2 separate regions of the Gossypium arboreum genome follow, and region 1 is linked to region 2. The links are chromatin contacts, called in public Hi-C maps. All regions are on one chromosome and are shown on one strand. The core of a region is the stretch at or near the end of the contact, and the rest is flanking DNA. Distances in the headings are between cores, read along the strand shown. Region 1 holds the start of LOC108453638. Region 2 holds the start of LOC108473787 (WD repeat-containing protein LWD1).

Evidence for each region. Hi-C and Micro-C count contacts between places; a contact is called where the count stands out from the background.
Region 1: a Hi-C map of leaf shows a contact between it and region 2, with 2.6 times the contacts expected there. The contact joins the promoter of LOC108453638 here to the promoter of LOC108473787 in region 2. A contact is called at or near these places in 2 of 5 Hi-C or Micro-C datasets (both in leaf).

The regions. Positions count from the first base shown.
Region 1 is chr10:46,964,406-46,971,638 of ASM2569848v2, reverse strand. It overlaps LOC108453638, which reads left to right and starts at 2,958. Exons shown (of 2, transcript XM_053019894.1): 1 at 2,958-3,478; 2 at 4,181-4,805. The coding sequence starts at 3,095. The coding sequence ends at 4,237. LOC108456664 (O-fucosyltransferase 1-like) reads right to left here and starts at 2,045. Exons shown (of 10, transcript XR_008272273.1): 1 at 1,914-2,045; 2 at 1,639-1,810; 3 at 847-925; 4 at 676-746; 5 at 362-450. LOC108453619 (alkaline ceramidase-like) reads right to left here. Exons shown (of 4, transcript XM_053019893.1): 4 at 4,452-6,389. The coding sequence ends at 5,876.
Region 2 is chr10:46,548,456-46,555,560 of ASM2569848v2, reverse strand. LOC108473787 (WD repeat-containing protein LWD1) reads right to left here and starts at 5,512. Exons shown (of 2, transcript XM_017775540.2): 1 at 4,287-5,512; 2 at 1,894-4,012. The coding sequence starts at 5,321. The coding sequence ends at 4,007.

The DNA.
Region 1 (7,233 bases), core at 1,709-4,208, 420 kb before region 2:
ACAAATTAGAAAAGATAAAGCCATGCACAGCAAGAGAACACATTAAGCTTCACAAATGCAGATGAAAATATTGCAAACAATCATAAATTTTAATAATCTTCTGTTAGCCTCTCTAAGATGCCAAATCCAAGAAATCAGAATTTCACTTCCTATGGCTTCCAAAAAAGAAAATGCCTATAATTGCCAAGCCATTAAGTTTTTGCACTGTTTAAATAAATGTTTAAATTCTATCTGAAAATTTTCCATCTAAAATCTGTGTCCATACTCATCACGTACACTGCTTCTGTTATAGAAGTACCCAGTGAATTTCAAATAAATTGAAAAAAAAAGGGGGTAAGGAAATGACGAGACAAGATTTTACCTTTCATCATGCCAAAAGGAGTTTGCATCCAGCTCAGGCAGTACAAGTGTGGCATTCATAATTCGTGCAGCAAGAACTGCATTACAGATCTAGGACACCAAAAGAAGCAAACTTAATATTTTATTTAAAATTTATAAACCACAGAAGCAATATCAACACAATCTAACTCTATTTTAAACTTTTAAGCCTTTTTACACTAAGAATCTAAAACAAAACATAACCATAAAAACTCAAGCTGGCTTGCACCCATTTGATTTCCATGGAAACACAGAGTATGATAGAGTAGAATTTACAGCAAAAAGGTTAAGACAAACCGCGCTGCGTTGTTGGTTCAGACCGCCATTGCAACGGACTCGAAGATAACCATTAGTTTCCCTTGGAGGAGCTGCCAGAATATAGCAATAAGAATTCTAAGGAACTTACATTTTTACATAAAATCAATTCAAACATAATTTTTTTTCTTTGGGAAAGTTGTGAGTAGTTACAGGGCCAGTCAGATCGTGGAGCAGATGAAGGCCTCCATCCACTAGACTTGGCACTTTCCCAAAGTTCTTCTGCATTGATCTGAATAAATATTTCAGAAAAAAGACAAAAGAATGATCAAAGGTTAGAGTGATTGACAATGGTGACCAGCCATTAAAAGTGGGAAAGGGCGAGAATAAATCCTATTCACTGGTTTAGCTCCCACAGGTATATAGTATGAAATAATACAACAACCAGTCTCAAGCATCTGACTACAGAGGAACTGTTTTATTATGATTATCTCAAACCATTTCCTATAAAGATAACAAAAACCTATCAACAAATATTGTTAAAGGAAGCGGAATCATGCATAAAAACACCTAAAGTCTCTGAAAACTAGCTAATGATCCTCTTGGACTTAATCCGCATGATCCTAGCAAATTAGCATAAAACCAAACCAATGCAATAAATAAAACATTTCCACTTTGATGAATTTTCATGCAAGTAAATAGGTCAATTTATGAGGTACATTACAAACGCCAAATAAAGTACCGACCAAATGAGATGGTTTGCAGACGCATCAAACAAGAGATTCCCCCAAGGCTTCTATAGAGCGTGAGCATTACTATAGACTAACTCAGACAACAAACTTAGCTACCCATTATAACAAACTAACAACATTTACGCCTTATTAAGTTTCAACAATCTGATAATAGAAGCAATCCGCAAATTCGCTTAATACTGAAAATTTAATCACAAAGCCAGGGATCAAATTCAAGACGATCAGATCCTAACTCTTTACAAGAACCACTAACCTCGGAAGGCTCTAGAGATCCGCGATTTCCGCCAATTGTAGCCGAAAACAAAAGCGAGAGCGTGCAGATCAAAAGCACCACAACGGCAATCGTTAGTTTGGCGTAAATTCCCTTTGCTCCTACTCCTCCTCCTCCAGCTCCTTGTTTCCCATGCTGCCTATGCAGCCCCGACCTAAGCAACAAAATAGAAAGAAGAAGTTAAAAAATGGCAGTCTGGTTCAACGGAAAACCGAAATTTTTAACGGAAAAACGAATCAACTAGTTAGTTTGTAAACCTCCGCATAATTACGAAAGACAAAAAAAGCAATGTATTATTCCCAGATCTGATGTTTTTACAAATTTCCTTCTTTCTGGCTGTCGGTTTTACTTGCCGCGCTGTAAAACCTTGAAATTAGTCAAAGTAATGGTTAAAATATGCTATAGCTCCCTGCCCTCTTTGTACATTTGTAATTTAGTCTTACTACTTTTATTTTAACTAATTTTATCCTTCTACTTTTTGGATCTAAAATTATTAAAATTATTCTATTAAATTCAAACTTATTACAACTGTCTTTTTTTTTGTTATATGACTATCAAGTGAGTATTTTTTATTTTAAAATATCAAATCAATGAATTTAATAGAAAAATTTTAACATACTAACAATTAAACCTATAAAAAAGTAAAGAACTAAATTCCTATAAATAAAAGTAAAAGAACTATATGTTGAATATACAAAAGTACAAAAACTTAATACATATTTTAACTCAAAATAGATAAATAAATGAGAAATAAAGCATACTTTAGTTCGTGTTGTCAACTTAGTTCCTTAATTTTATTTTTTCACATTAATCTTTAAACTTGACAAAATTAAGAAAAATTTTCAAATTCAAAGAGTAAACAGGTGCCTTTCTCCCAGAAAAATTAAAAAAAAAGATTTAATTCTAAATTTCATCTCTCTATGTTAAGAAAGTTGAGAAATTCATCCTTATCATTTAATTTGTCAAAATTTAATCTGTACTTTATGAAAAATGAGAAATTAATCCAATTATTAGTTAAATACATAAATTTGAAGAGTTTATTTTTGCTATACAAATTACAAAACTATTACTAACTCTTTACATATAAAATTAATGAACGGTTAATTTTCAAGTCATCGATCTATCATGATATTATCTAATTTGATCAACTTCTTAATTTTTGTAAAAACAAATTCCGACAAATTAAAACAGAGGAATAAAAGTACGAAATTAGAATTAAACCTTAAAAAATTTAGAAAATAATAATAATGATTAATGAGTGAAAACTGGGGTGTAGTTTGGAGAAGGGAAATGAACGATGGGATTAGGCGGTTGTGTTGAGTAATTGGAACTGTTTCTTGGATTGGGCCTCCATTAATGGCAGAGTAGCCCATGCCCAACACAAACAAAACCCTCCTCTTTCTCCACCAGCAGCAGAGTAGCTTCGAAGAACACAGTAATGCCGAACTCTTTCAGGACCCTCTCCAAAACCCTCACCCGCTCATTCTCCACCAAATCATCCCACCAGAACCACCACCAGAAAACCCACAAATATTTAGATCCCAACTCCTTGTTGGGCAGCTGGAAGACCCCCAACAACCCCAAAGAGGCCGAGAAGAAACTCGCCCTGTTGCGACGAGACTACGCCAAGCAAGTAAAAAATGTACGCAAGGAGTACATCCACGAGATGGAGTTGTTGCGTCTTGAGAAGCTCAGAAAAGAAGAGGCTAGGAAAGAGGCTATACGAGTTGCTAATGAGGAGCGTAAAAGGCTTAAGGCTGAGGCTGCTAAGGTTAGAGCTCAAGAGCGTATGGTTGCTGAAGAAGAGTTTCGACAAACCCTGGTAATCTTCTACCACTCATACTTTGTTTCTTGAATTTTATGATGAATTTCAGTTATAAAATTAAAAAAATTGGAAATTGGGATTGGTAGGTTTGTTTAAGTGAAACACCAGATTCAAAACCCTAATTTCCTTTGCCTATCTTTCGATTATGTTAGTTTATATATAAAATAAAGTTAATGTTCAGTTAAGAAATTAAATTTTATTGTTACCTTTATTCGTTAGTTTAAGTTGAGTAGGAGAATCTCCCAAGCCTATCCATTTGTTCCATTGAATCGACGAACTAAATTTATACTGGCATTTACACTTTGACTGTATGGATATCCTATATCATAATAGTTGTTATCCCTTGATGCCTTGGTGGATATGGTTGATTCTCATTCTACCATGGCTAGGTGATATGGTAATTACGGTTGATCTCGGTCAACATGATGATATACTTCTGCTTACTACTAACATTATTGAGTTTGAAGTTGAGCATGGGAATTGAGCCGATCTCAAGCAGCTGGATTTTTTTTAATCTTATTGATTTTGTATCAAGCTCAAGTTTCTTTCAGGCTTGAGCTCAACTCGGCCTGGTTAAGCCCCTAGCCTTACCTTATATCTACGGCCCTATTTCTACTTCTCAATTTGAATATGAAGTTACTTGATCCTTCAAATCTTGGTCTTTATCAAATGGTCAAGGTTCTATTTCCATGAATGCAGTTGAAAGAAAGAGCAGAAAAGCTTGAAAATTGGAGAATGAAGCTGGATTTTTTTTAATCTTATTGATTTTGTATCAAGCTCAAGTTTCTTTCAGGCTTGAGCTCAACTCGGCCTGGTTAAGCCCCTAGCCTTACCTTATATCTATGGCCCTATTTCTACTTCTCAATTTGAATATGAAGTTACTTGATCCTTCAAATCTTGGTCTTTATCAAATGGTCAAGGTTCTATTTCCATGAATGCAGTTGAAAGAAAGAGCAGAAAAGCTTGAAAATTGGAGAATGAAACAAACGCTACATGAGAATAAGAAGAAAGAGGCGAAAGATCTAGTGCGTAGAAGAAGTTCCATGTGGATTGAAGAACAGGAATTGGAGAGTAAGATCTTTAGTGCCATTGTTTTTTAACTGATTTTTCCTTTAAATTCGAAGAACATAAAATAAGGATTTTACGTGAATCTAGTGACTAATGGAAATGTTTGTGTACTGTTTGTTTATCTCTGTTAAAACCCTGCATCAATGTGGTTTGTTGGTAACAGCTTCATTGAAGATTTATAGTAAGTTTTGGACTATTATTCAAGCATGCATATATATACTTTATTGGCTGAATGCTATTCAACTGTTCAAGTGAATCAGCTTGTCTCTCACTCTTGCCTTTATTGCCTTTATCCTACTCTTTTCTTCTACAAACAGACCACACTGTTGGTCTCTAAACCTTCTGAGCTAACAATGTAAGCTGGTTGCTTTAACCCTTTTTCAAGCTATGCTTTTGGAACTTGAGATGAGTGTTGGATACATGCTTGATACAGCTATGCTCAACTTTAAGCTTTTCTATATATGTATATACATATATTGTAACTTTATATACAATCAATCTGGGCAAGTATGTTATGGAATGTGGAAGAGACTTGAAGATTCTATACAAGGCCTGTTAAATACGAGCCTGCCTGACAGTTTGCAGAAATGATGATGCTTCCGTCGATTAACTTTTTGAGTTTTGCAAACAAAATGTTATCCAAGTTGGATCTTATAGAGCTTGAAAACCAAGTTCCCTCTGACAATGAAGAAGAAAGTCCAATTAATTCCGTTCTTTGGTCTTCTGTGTCTCCTGATTACTGAACAGTGCCTTAAAGAAAATCAGTAGCCCCCAAGGGATCTCCACAGGAGAAACTAACAAAGACCGTGGTTCTCAATCGAATCTCCCATGTACCATCAACTCATACAATAGCCCTAATAGTGTTTTTTAGTTTAAAGCCTAAAAAACATATTGATCTTAAGCTTTGAAACTGGTACAAAAGGAAAATTCCAGGGTTGAGAGTTGGAAGACAAAACAGAGCGAATCTAGCATATCAACAATTCTGGAACAAACGACATCATGGAATCTCATGGCATATGAACAATTAAAAGACCAACCGACCTCGTTCACTTTATTTTACAAAAGGGTGAGGGAATTGGAAGAACTGACAGAAGAATAAGATGTAAAATTATGGGACAGACTACTTCCCATTCTTTTTTTCTTTTTCTTTTTTTTTTATTTTTTTCCTGGAAAAGACTAGCATTACTCTGAAAATAAAGTCCCAACAATACTATCAACATTCAATTATCATTTACATCCTTTTCTTAAAGACACAAAAAGGGAAAAAATGAATTGTGATTCCTATGCCTGCTACCGGCCTGCCAAAATCACTAGGGAGCAAGTTTTTTACTGGCTCTTTGGTTTTTGAATCTTAACGTATGGGAAAAATCCCAAGAAGTGAACAACTTTTGGGTCCCATTCTCGCTGCTGAGCACGACAAAACATCAGAAATGTGTTGGCGAAATATGAATTGAAGCCCATCAAGACATGCCAAAGCGCATGACCCTGAGGGTTGAAGTACCAACTAGATATCTCCTTGCAGAACAACCTGTCGGCAAGCCAACAAATACTCCCCAGGAATAATGTTGCTACATATAACTTTGCTAGTCGCTTTGCAGAGGCATCTTCAGTGTAGATGTAGTATTTGTACATGCGAGGGATGCAGAGAAGGCAGAGAATGACATAATGCACCTTGAAGCCAATTCCAAAGCGTAAGAGAGCATGGACTATTGCAAATCCAACTCCATAAAGGAACAGGAAAGTAGGCATTGTGCTTCGATAGTGCCAATCTGGTGAGTAGAGGATGTAAAAGTATAGAAGCATTTCCCATACCATCGGTGTTTCATCACCTTGCTGTTGCCTGAAATAAATTAAAAGAATTTCACTTCAAAACCAACTTGGCAAATAAAAAACTGCTTTAAATTTTACAAGTCTTCAAAATAGGAGAAATGAATGTTTTCTCGAGTATATTTCCCATGGGTGCCTACTTTCTAGAGTAAAAGATAAAAAGGTTTTCCATCAAAAAGAGATGATACCAGAAACAGTAATGATTTATCAAATAAACCCTCAGTTTTTATTCATTATTTCCGCGAACCCAAAAAAAAAAAAAAAGTGGAAATGAAAATAAGCTATTCAATTGTAGACAGAATTGCATGGGGCAGATACATTTACCAGCCTAGCTACTACAATCAAGCAGCCCCCAGTGAACTTCAAAAGACAACAATATAATTAGCATATAGGATCTGCAGATCCAATGCCCCATAAAAGGAGTCCCTCCATTCTATCTATGATTACAAGCAATGAAAAGTTTTAACATTCAGGTTATCAACAACGTCAAATGCCTTTTGCATCACATCAAACTAATAAAAGTACTGCAGTGCCTTCTCTTTATCTTAGTGTTTCATTGTTCGTATTCTGGAGGGAAACAGAGACACACACATTAACATGGAGCTAGGTGTAAGCCTTTATGGGAAAAGGATGAAAATAAAAACTATAAAATCTACTTTTCAAGTAATAGATTTAAAACAAAATGAAGGGTATGAGTTAGTACGATCTAGTAAAAAACAACCTGATGAAATAAAGGACTAAAAGCCCAAATACACTAGTGAAACTTATGAAAGGATGTAAAAGGTAGAAATATAGAAGGGATCAGATATTGAAATATTGCCTTTTGAAGCCTTTCAAATTTCCCGTCACCTTCACCA
Region 2 (7,105 bases), core at 4,263-6,762:
CGAATAATCATTACTTTAATACTCCATTAATTTTGAGGAACTTATCTTACCAATGCCAATAATCTCCACTTTTTATGATATTATTTAGATGCTATTTGTTTGAAGATATTTAAGTGTCGAATTCTATTTACATCTCCATGTTTGAAGATGCAATAAGAGTATAACTAGGAAAAGTAATCTTGCTGAGAGTCTAATACATAATTGCATTAAGTTTGGAATTTGTTGCATCGTCACGACGTCCTAGGCTTCTCGTTGCGACATTGTCTCTGCTTTGCCTCTATTTTAGGCGTCATCGCATCGTAATAATTTATTATAATTTCTAAGTCTAATTACAATTATAATTATAAATTAATAATTTGTTATCAACATAATTTTATATTAAAGATTTAGTATAAACATTATAAAAAATTAGATAATATCTAATTCTTAATTCATCGATTTTTTAACTTAATCTTTCAAATAAATGTGAAAAATGTAAAATAATAATAAAATTATTATTTTAAATGTATTATTTTATGGTGGTGGTACTACTACTAAATTACGTGAAAAATAGATTTACAGAAGTTTTGTTTTTATTATTTAAATATTAACTAATTATTTTAAATTGATTTATAATTATATTTAGATGTCACTTTAATAATATGATAGAAAAAGGGTAAATGTTAAAAATTATTTTAAATTAAATTATAAATATATTTAAATGTCAAATTTAGTAATATTAGAAAAAATTTCCTCCATTTAAAATTTGAGTTTAAATTTAGGGTGGAGTACAAGAATAGTCACTCAACTATTTAATTTGTTTTATTTTGATCATTCAACTATTAATTTTCTTTTAATTTAGTCACTTAAAATTTTCAAATCAAATATTTTTAGTCACTCTTGCAGTTAACTTAGTAACGAAAGTCTAATGTGGGCTTTTTTATTGCCCTAATATTAAATTTAGCCCCCCACTGTTTATATGTTCTATCAATTTGATCCCATATTTAAAAAATTCAAAAACAACTAGCCCTCAATATTTATGAAATTTATCATTTAAGTTCTAATTCTAAAAATTATAAAATATATTTAAAAATTCTTTAAAATATTTTTATATTTACTTTTTAAATATTTTAAATTTATAATTTCCCATCATGCTCATTTTTTCATCAACCATTTAATCCCTCTTTTCTTTTGTTACATCGAAGCTCAAAATTAACAAATTTACAAACCTAGAAAAATGATTAGGTTGATGACACTAAGTTCTCGTGTATTTATCATTTCTAGCTCAAACATTAGAGAGAGTGCATTTATCATTTCTAGCTCAAACATTAGAGAGAGGTTGCAGGTCAAGACCATGTCATTTAATGTTTTCAACTTTATCTATTGAATGAATGCAAGAACAAAGTGGAAAATAATGTTAAAAGTCATTTTGAGTACAAAAATCTTTAAAATATTTTTATATTTACTTTTTAAATTTTAAAATTTATATTTATATTTTAAATTTTTAAGATTTTAAAAACTATTTTATAATTTATATAATTATGACTAAAATGACAAACATTGAGGTTAAATTTATTGAATTTTTAAATCTAAGATTAAATTGATAAAATGTATAAATATTGAATGGTTAAATTTGTTATTAGACCAATAAAACAAAACTCACGCGCTAGAGTTCCTTTAGACAACTAGCAACAACTAACAAAAGAATAACTTTCGAAAAATTAAGTGACTAAAATAAATAATAATAATAATAAGGTAACCAAAAAAACAAATTGAATAGTTGGATGACAATTCTTATTTTTTACCCTTAAATCAAAAACTTAAGTAATATCTTTTAGGATGTGAATATAGTCATAATTAAGACTATTTGTAACACCAACATATATAAGCTATAAAATACATTTACAACCAACATTATTATTTTCTTTGAAGAGTTTCTATTATCCCTAAACCTCACCATTCTCAGTTCAACAACACAGCAATCCTTCAACAGGTCATTCAACATCATAAGCTATAGCCTAGCTACAAAAGCTTTAAGCAGGCAACCAAATCATACATACACCATATTGCTTCAACCTTTCAGTTTTTTTTAACTATCTGTATGACACACACACGGATATGGAAACATGACCTTTAAGAGCCCTCCAAATATATGGAAAGATTTACAAAATACTAACTAAGCCCAAGTCGGATGCATATTCTTATTCAACACTCATACCTAAATCCAAATAACATAGTACATTCGTGTATTGAACAAAAAAAAAACATAATACATTCGTATCTTTTCACATTATATTGGTCAGAATTTAGATCTCTGAAGCCAGAGAGGTGGGGGTTCCTCAATCCTCCCCACCCACATGAACCTTTGCCCACTTCTCTCTAGTTCAACAGCTATTGCCCTCAGTTGCTGCATTAAAAACAATCACAAGCTACCAAACATGGAAATACTACACTTTTACTAGGTTGCAAGTGTAGCCAGTTTAAGCACCAAGGAAAACTATTACATCAGCAAACAACTGACATAACTAACTAAACTGATTTATTTCGGTTCAATGATTTCAGTTCCTTCCAAAGAGTTCAGTTGGTTCTGTTATTTTGAAAGGTTTAAATCCATCAAATGCTCACCCCAAGCTGCAATTATACTAGTAGTGATTTTATGAAATACAGCCTACCTCATTTGAGTCTCCGAAAGAAGCATCACTCATCATCAGATTAATTAAAAATCTCAACAGTCAGCACAGATATTAAATTGAGATATTTAAGAATTTAAGTAGATCATGAAACTATTTCTCATCCTTTACATATGTATGCTTCTTATATAACATGTATGGAACTGATGAATACTGAAAAAGAAACTGAAAGAGGAATTTCTCTAAGATCAAGATTATAAAAGTAATTCATGCTAACTAAATGACTGCAAGGTAATTCATACTGCATGAAAGCGAGCAGGTTGGAGCTTGTAAGACCATACTAACTAGATTCGAATTCTAACCTGCTATTATATATAAATATGCTAAACCACTGGAACAAAGACTAAAAAATGTTATCAGAAGCCTATTACCGAGAAAAGAAAAAAGAAAAAAAAAGTGAAAGGACAATTAATGGCATCCTATTTGCTATTTTATATTTGAGCTGTGCATGATGACCTAGGTTGAGATAAACTAATAAAGGCAAAAGGATGCATGTAGTGATACTTAAATTCTGGAAACTTCCCAATTTGAACTCTCAGCAAGGATGCGGCAAACCATTAATAAGAAAATGACACTGTTAATATTAAACATATGTTCTGAATAGAAATGAAAATGATCAGCCAAAGTTTATCATGTATCTAGTAAAATGCAATCACAGTGAATTCTCCAAAGTATAGACATACTAAAAGATTTTAGATACTTCTCTGTAACCATCCTCAGCGTATTTAACAAAAACAGGGGACAGAAAATCAACTTGTGAAACTAAACCAACACAACTGCAAGAGGTCAAATACGCGACATGACAACAGATATTTTATATTGCTCTACTAATGACCACTCGTCCCCATGCCGCCACCCTTTACAATGTTTCTCCCTTAACAAAGATTTCACTCCACGTGAACCAATTGGTGTCCTTCAGTCATGTAGTTGGCCATTGATGGCATTGCTATATTGCCTTCTAAAGCACTCCTTTCACCTATAAGGTTATAACTGATTTGGTTTTCCATCGATCAATCAAGAACTTAGTCATTCTTATAACAATTCTATGGCTAAAGCTAGTTTTAACATTAACACAACACAAGCATCTGAAAGCAGCCCAGGGTAAGCCACCCATATCTTCCTGCCCATCATTTATCACATTTATAGTAACTAATCAAACTTATCAGACAACCAAATAAACTGAAAACACACTCATCTTGTCCAACAGAACGACAAAGATTATGTTGCATAAACCAAACGGCAAAGAGTGGTCGTCTTGATCTTGTGTTTCAGTTCAGGGTCCATAAATCACTGCTTCCCATGCGTTCTAAAAAAATGAGTCTGCAGCTCTTTTGCTCTCACAACTACAATAAAACAGGGAAAGGTTTGGATGTAAAGGAATGGGAAACACTAAAATAAGAACAGAATAAAGAGATTGGTGTTCAATCAACTATCCAAACATGTTGAAGACAAACGAAACAACAGGAAAACCAAAACAGTTTTGGGATTTTTAGTCAGCTCAGACACAACGACAGCAACAATCTTGTTATTCCTATAGATCTGAGTACAATTACTAGACTATGAATTAGCAATTTAGCATTGAATACGACCCAATATACCAATCCCATTCACTCATACCCTGAGAATCTGAAGCTTGGTGGAGAAGGCGATGGCAACCCAATCAGGCTGGGAAGATGACCACTGTAACTGCTCGATTTCAGCCCCAGCGGTGTAGGCAAGGATGGGGTCAAGCCCACCCTCCACAGGCTGACTCATGGAGGACAAGTCCCAAATCAAGGCCTGGGAATCATCCCCGGCGGTGCAAATGTGGCAAGAGCTGTGGGGTGCCCATGCGATGGCATTGACGCTAGCCTGGTGCCTCTGCAGCTCAACTACCGGCAGTGTCGGGAAGCGGATATCCAAAACAACAACCTTAGCACTGTCCATAATTATAGTAGCCATATATCTCGGGTCCTGCTTGTTCCACCCCAACCGTACAAGCGGAGTATCGGGCTCCGAACTTTCATAAATGATAGTGGAGTGCTCCTTGTCGCGCAGGTCGAAAACCCTAACGGACCCATCAGCAGAGACGGAAGCAAAAACACCGACGCCGCCCCAGGCAATATCATAAACCTCCTTATCGTGGGCGATAAGCTGGGTATCCACCGTCTCCCTCTCGATATCCCATATAGTACAAGTCGTATCAATGGAGGAGGTGCCGATTCGCTTGGGCTCCGCCTCATTCCAGTCGAAGGAGGTAAGAGGACCGCAGAATTCACTGTTCTTATTGCCATTAAGGAGAGACTTGAGGTCGACGCGGGAGTGGTCATCGGAGATGCGCCAAATGCGGAGGAAGTCGGAGGACGTGGCGAGAAGGTCGGGTTTCTGGCACTCCTTGTCGGGGATGAAGATGGTCTTGGTCGGGGGATAAGGATGATCGAAGGAGAGATTTGGGTCCGATCGGATCTCGCCATTGGAGTCATCGAGCTGGACAATCTCAAGGCGGTTGTTGTAATGCTCGAGCAAGCTGGCGATGGCGAGACGGTATTTCTTGTCGCGGCGGACACTCCAGTTCATGGCGTAGATATGCCAAGGGGCCTCGTAAGTGTATATCTCGGATCGTTTCTGCTGCTCATCGGAACCCTCCGGGTTAGGATCGCTGCTAGCGGCCATCTTCCACTGCCACTCCCTTTGGTTTCTTATTCCAAGGCTATACCACAGAAATGTTACTACCGGATCAAATGAAGATTTTAGAAGATAAAGCCTGACATTTTTTTTTCCTCTGACTTAAATAATATTTTAAAATTGTGAAGGACTGAAAATGCGTTTGAAATAATGTTATCTCCTCATTAGTATTTTCCATTCACGTGAAAAAAATATGGGTCTTGTATTTGAATATAACAGAATATTCTTTTACAGAATATTATATTTGAATAGATGTAGTTTTGTAAAATATTTAATGTGGTAATTGTATCATCAATATATATATTTTATAAAATGTTTAATGTTGTACTTTAAAAAATCTAATGTTGTACTTGAATTATTAATATGTATTTTATACTATTAATGGAGATAAATTAGCTAAAAATATTGAAAATTTTTATTTTTAAAATACACGGTTTTTTTTTGGAAAATTAAGAAAATAAGTTTATTTTGAAGAGAGCTAGACGTGTTTTCTACACAGTTGTCATGAAAGGGCATACAGTTGGATGAGCTTTCCTTCAATGGTAAATTCTAAACTGTCAAATTTCAAATCCTACCAATCGTAAAATTATAAATAGCCAACAGTAACTTTTTTTCCTATATAAACCAAGACTATTTTTCATTGTTTTCACTCAAATTCAATTCTCTTCATTCTCTTTATTCTCTCTATTTTCTCAAGATTAGTTCCAAATTTTCCAATAAATTTCAATAAAAATATTCTAGTTTTACTTTATTATTTTGTAAATTATTCATTTTAATTAATTTATCACGAATGACAAGTTCTCTTATTCGTTTCGATGACAAGCACATTTTCGCCATGCGATTGGCAATCATAAGGAAAATTTTTTACTTAATTAATTTTAATTAAGTAAATTTTAAAGTTTTTAAAATTTTTAAAATTATAATTTATTTTGTTGATAGAAATAGGCGGATGATCGGGTTGTGGAGGGGTTCATACACAATCTATCAAAGAGCGAACCCAAAGCAGTTCGTTTCCATTTGCAATATACGAGATTCTTACATATACCTTGTATGGTCGGTAGCTATAAATTAGATCCCACACTTATCAACGCATTGGTGGAAAGATAGAGACCCGAGATATTGACATTCCACCTTCTGTGCAGTGAGTGTACAATCACTCTAGAGGGCATGGCTTTACAATTGGGCTTACCTGTGGATGGGCGAGTCATTACGAGGCCAGTTATCATTCTTGTTAAGAAGGACCTTTGCAACGCACTATTAAGGAAGGTGTTGAACAAGTTTCAAGGTAGTCGGATAGAGATCAAATGGTTAGAAGAAAATTTCAGTAAACTTGATGAACACGTGATTGTCCTTGAAAAAGAATAATACGTCCGAGCATTCATCCTGAGGTTAATCAGGGGCCTTCAAATGCCCGAGAAATCTTAAAGTTTGGTGCAATTAAGGTGGCTACTACATTCGGTTAACTTCAAAGAATGCGATCAACTCAGTAAAGGATCAGCCGTGTTAGCCATGTTGTACTGGGCGACAGAACTGAATAAGATGTCAATCGGTGGTTGCATGCTCTTGCTACAGTTATGGGTGTGGTGGCAGCTACCATTTTTACGTCCTCGAGTCGACGCCCTTTATAAATTCCCATTGGTGACAAGGTAAAATTCATTTGGTAATAATATACTTACCATAGTAAATGTTGTTTATTTTTTATATGTTTGAATTGACATATTGTTTAAGTAGGTGAAACTTTCGACCTGAGTTATGTGGGACTACCGGAGTAG